2 separate regions of the Mus musculus genome follow, and region 1 is linked to region 2. The links are chromatin contacts, called in public Hi-C maps. All regions are on one chromosome and are shown on one strand. The core of a region is the stretch at or near the end of the contact, and the rest is flanking DNA. Distances in the headings are between cores, read along the strand shown. Region 1 has its middle 26 kb from the start of Nyx. Region 2 has its middle 51 kb from the start of Gm34661.

Region 1 (2,700 bases), core at 13-2,512, 36 kb before region 2:
GTGGTACCCATTCATGCCCACAGAAGAAATAAATCGTAACTTTTTTTTTTAAAGATAAGCACCTGGGGGGGAGGGCGGGGGGGCTGAAGGAATGGCTCACCAGTTAAGGCCACCTGCTTTGGCAGAAGACCCTGGTTTGGTTCCCAGCACACGCATTGCTGCTCACAGCCAGCTCCTAGCTCTGGTTCTGAGGGAACGCCCTTCCCCCAATAAGAAAGAAAGAAAACAAAAGAAAAGCTCTGTTTGCATCTTCCCCACTTATATTCCCATCAAACTTACTCATGGGGACTGCCTTATAGCCACTTGTGATTCTATCTCTGGGACATCCAATGCCCTCTTTTGGTCTTTATGGGAATCTGGACACATAAGGCATTCATCCACACAATCAGATAAATAAAAATAATAAAGACTAATCTCCAAAAAGCTAGAAATGTCTGTTACCTCACTCAGGAACTCTCATGCTTGCCATCTTCATCACTGTCCTTCCTCCTCCATAGGGATTCAGGATGTCAGCTTTGACAGTAATCATAAAACTATGTCTTATCACTCAACTGCCCACCTTTACCTCCTTAGCTTGCCTTTAATTTTTTTTTTTATTGGTTTGAGGGACTGGAGAGGTGGCTTAGTAAAGGACTCTGATTCAATTCCCAGCACTCACATGGCTGCTCACAGACATCTCTTAGTTCTAGTTCTAAGGGGAAATTAAACAAAAACAAAAGAAAACAACAACAACGAAAAGAAAGAAAGCAAATAAAGAAATGTTCCTGTCTCCATCTTCTCTGATTTATATTCCTAATCAGAGTTAAAAGTCAAGCATAGGGACTGATAAGGTAATGCCCACTAATAAGGTAACAGTCCTGTCATTGGAAATAACTCTCCATCCAATTACTTTCTCTATTGTATCCTCACAGCGTTCATCCCTGGATTTGGCTAAGAATTAGTATTATAGGTCTGGCCACTGCTCTGCCAGCCTCCATCAGGCCTGCTGAACAATGAAAACCAGGTTAGGTGCCCCCCACCCAGACACCAGTTCCCCTGCCCTTCTCCTGGGACACAGCATGCCCAGTTGCTCTGAGCTAGCTGCTGGCTGTGTCAGAGCTCCATTGTCTGGCCACTGCTCTGCTAGCCCCCATCAAGCCAATCAAAGAAGGAACACCCAGGCCTGCTACATCAAGAACATCTAGTCGAAGGCTGCCCACCCAAGGCCTGCTGCATGGGAAACATCCAGATTAGAGCTGCCTTCCTGATACCTCCTACACCAGGAATATCCAGGGAACACAAACAGCAAGAGCCAGGGCAATATGGCACCTTCAGAGCAAAGCTATCTCTACAGCAAGCCCTGGCTATCCTAACCCAACCAAAGCACAAGAAAGTGACCTTTAAAACATCCTTGTAAAGATAATTGATGCTTTTAAAGAGGAAACTAAGAAATCCCTTAGAGAACTTCAGGAAAATACAATCAGATATGTACAGGCCTTTAAAGAGGAAACTAATAAATCCTTTAAAGATATACAGGAAAATACAACTAAACAGTCGAAGGAAATGAATAAAACTGTTTAAGACCTGGAAAAGGAAATAAAAGCAATAAAAAAGCACAATATGAGGGAACCCTGTTGCTGGAAAAACTTGTGTCAGTAGAAAAGGATGCATATAGTCCTGCAGTGACTTGATATGCCAAGGTTGGGGCGATGGGAGGCAGGGGGAGATTCTCCTTCTCAGAGAAGAAGAAGAAAGAATGGGGGGAGAAGATGTGGGAGGGAGACTGGGAGGAGAGGGACAGGTATTGGGATGTAAAGTGGATAGATAGATAGATAGATAGATAGATAGATAGATAGATAGATAAATTCATAGTGGGCTTAGAGCATGGCTTCATGGTAAAGCCCTTGCCCAGCATGTCTGAGCCTCTGAGCTGGATCTGTACCACTTTTTTTTTTTTAAATCACAGCTCATACAAACAAAAACAATGGAATGGGAAAAGGCATTATATTGCAATAGCATCATGGATTCTAATATTTCATCTAAGCATGCTCCCAAATGTCAGGACCAGAACATTCTATTCCTCCTCCTCCTCCTCCTCCTCTTCCTCCTCCTCCTCCTGTGTGATGTGATGCAGTATAATGACACAGCTCCAGGGCCTGGTGACACTGGCCTAGAATCCTATCTACTCAGGGGACTGAAGCAGGAAGATTACAAAATAAAAGCTGGGCCACTGAGTGGGTGAGTTTAAACTCAGCCTGACTCACTTAACCAAGACCTTGTGAAAGGTCTCAGAACCAAATCAAAAGCTAGAGTTAGAGTCTAACATATGCAAGGCCCCAGGTCTAGTCCCCAACAACAACAACAACAACAACAAAACAAAAACAAAAAAAACACAACAGAGAATGGCCAACTCTGGTGCCAATGTTACTCACACCAAACTAAAAACAAGCAGAAAGATTGCAAAGCCAATTCAACCTCCACATCTAACCACTGTTTAAAGCAATGTGACAGATGGAGGAAATGCATTGAACGACACCAGACAAATGCACAGTCAGCTAAATATAGACTAGAAAGTTCTATGTGGCATATGATCCATTTTTTTCTCACCAAATTAATAGAATGGGGAGAGAATGAAAAAAAAAGAGGCTTCGAAAGAAAGAAAGAAGGAAAGAAAGAGAGAGAGAGAGAGAGAGAGAGAGAGAGAGAGAGAAAGAAAGAAAG
Region 2 (2,700 bases), core at 152-2,651:
AAATGAGTAGCTATAGGGATGTGAGGAAGTTGGTACAAGTGCTTCCCTAGAGAGCATGTACTCCTGGTTCAATCCACAGCACTTTGTGAAAATAAAATGCAGGAGAATCGGAAATTCAAGGTCATCCTTAGCTACATTTCAAAGTCAAGGCCAAAAACAAAAACCAAGCAAGCAAAACAAAATGTACTACAATGCTATTCCCTTCTCAAATACTATGTACAAGATGGACAGATTAAAAACGCCACACTCAGGTGGGTAAGGTGGCTCACTGGGTACTGCTTGCCACCAAGAGGTCAATTCCTAGAACCTACATGGTGGAAAAGAACTGACTCCTGTATTTTGTCTCACACACACACACACACACACACACACACACACACACACACAGACACACACACACTGCATGAATAATAAATAAATTAAAAATAAATAAATAGTGGTTTTTAAATGGCCAGGCATGGTATCATAGACCTTTAATCCTAGCACTTGAGAGGCAGAGACAGGTGGATCTCCATGACTTCAAAGCCAGCCTGGTCTGCTTCAAGATCCAGGCCAGCCAAGGCTTCATAGTGAGACACTGTCTCAAAAAAAAAAAAAAAATAGTAGACAAGGTCTTGCTATGTAGTTCAGGCTTCTCCCCAAATCACCATCCTCCTACCTCAGCCTCCCAAATGCTGGAATTACAGGCCTTTGCCATCATGCCCAGCTTTAAAATATAATTTCAAACTTACGTATTTATTCATATAGCACCCAAAAAAACACCTAAAAACTATTCTATGTGGGGGCTGGGATGTAACTCAGTTGTGGGGCACTTGCTCTACTACTAACATAAAAGGAACCCTGGGTTCCATCCATCACAATACACACACATGCGCACATGCATACAAATCTATTTCATTGTAATTATTATCAAGTACATCCATTTAAAATATAGCTTGCTGTATAGGTTTATATGTGAAATGTTAAAATCATTTCTTGGGTAGTAAGACTTAGATACAAGACAAATCAATCAGATTTCAATCCATTTCTTAAGTCAGGCCTCACTTCATTCTCTATCCTCAGCCATATGCCTTCATCCTACAGTTCTCTGTATAGTACATTTCATTTGGTGCTGAGGATGGAACCCAGGGCCTTGAGGATGCTAGGCAAGTGTTCCAACCATGAGCAACATCTCTACTGTGTTATGTGCATTTGCTTATTTGTTTAAGATTTTACCTGTGTGTGTGTGTGTGTGTGTGTGTGTACATGCTCATGAGTGCAATGCCTGTAGAAGACAGAACAGAGTTTGGGCCCCTCTGTAGTTAGAATTACAGGGAGTTGTGAGCTGTCTCATGTTGGTGCTAGGAACTGAGCCATCTCCTCAGCCCCCATATTTACCATTTCTGTGGTTCTGATTCAGAGAATGGATGTGCTCCTGTGTGATCCCAACTCCTGGAGTCCTGCCAGGCACCTAGCAAGCACTTGGTAAATAGCTATTGAGTGAATCAATTCATTAGAATTTATATGACTCAAACCTTAGCCAAGAAAAGTCTCATTTTGTCCAACAACAGAAACCTGCCCTTAGAGGTTCTTTTCCAGAACACACAAAAAGGAAAATCAGGACAGGGAGAAAAGTAGAAGATTTGGAAACAACTGAAAAATGTAAAGAGAAAATAGAAGAGGCAGAAGATCCCAGTGTGATATAATAAAGATGTGAGCCTGTAATCCCAGCACTTGAGAAGTAGAGACTGGACAGTCAGGAGCCATCCTTCATTGCATGGTAAGTTTAAGGCTAGCATGGAATGCATAAGACCTACACACACACCAGAACAAAAAGAAAAGGGAGAGAGAGATTCCTGATATTGCACCATTCCAATTCCAGGCTACTACAGCCAACAAGCAATGGAAGGTCATTAAGAATGTAACCATCTGTGCTCATAATAGAAAGAAGCAGAGGGGGAAATCATGATAAAAGGAAATGGCATTCTCCAAATAGGATGGTAACTCCAAGCCTTGAATTTAAATAAATAGATAAATAAAGCAGTCGTGAATCAGCAAGTGTTGTTGAGCTTTTATTCTATGCTACCTTCCATCTCAAAGCATAAGATCAAGGTCTTTCCCAGTCCTCACAGACTGTAAATAATATTTGATTGCCTGGGAATGATAGGAATTCATGCTGTGCTAGTTTGTGAACTGCCTGATGTTAATGTTGAGAATTAAATCATATCTCCAGCCCCCACAAGCTAGGGTTATCTAGGAAGATAGTGGACCAGAGCCCCATACCTTAACAGTGGTTCTCAACCTTCCTAATGCTTCAACCCTCTAATACAGTTTCTCATGATGTGCTGACCTCCAACCATAACATTATTTTCATTGTGCTTCATTTTTTTCTCTCTGTGTAGCCCTGGCTGTCCTGGAACTCACTCTATAGACCAGGCTGGCCTCAAACTCACAGAGATCTGCCTGCTTCTGCCTCCTGAGTACTGAGATTAAAGTTGTGTGCTACCTCTGCCTTTCCCACTTCATAACTGCAATTTTGCTACTGTTATGAATTGTAATGTAAATGTCTGGGTTTTCTAATGGTCTTAAGTGATCCCTGTGGAAGGATCATTTGACCCCAAAAGATTCACACCCCGTAAGCTGAGAACCACTGCCTTGGTAGGCCCTCAAACCTTAAAACAGCAATTCTCAACCTGTGGATATGGTTTTTGTGCTTAAAAG

Evidence for each region. Hi-C and Micro-C count contacts between places; a contact is called where the count stands out from the background.
Region 1: a Hi-C map of cumulus cells shows a contact between it and region 2, with 1.6 times the contacts expected there. The contact joins two enhancer-like sites. A contact is called at or near these places in 4 of 484 Hi-C or Micro-C datasets (CD4 T cells, DN3 thymocytes, cumulus cells and 1 more).

Annotation. Positions count from the first base shown.
Region 1 is chrX:13,433,418-13,436,117 of GRCm38.p6, reverse strand. No RefSeq gene overlaps it. Among named protein-coding and RNA genes, the nearest start is that of Nyx, 26 kb to the left of the region's middle. Within about 2 kb of position 1,262, at least 2 of the 459 cell types and tissues checked have an H3K27ac peak or open chromatin away from gene starts, as enhancers often do.
Region 2 is chrX:13,397,417-13,400,116 of GRCm38.p6, reverse strand. No RefSeq gene overlaps it. Among named protein-coding and RNA genes, the nearest start is that of Gm34661, 51 kb to the right of the region's middle. Within about 2 kb of position 1,401, at least 9 of the 459 cell types and tissues checked have an H3K27ac peak or open chromatin away from gene starts, as enhancers often do.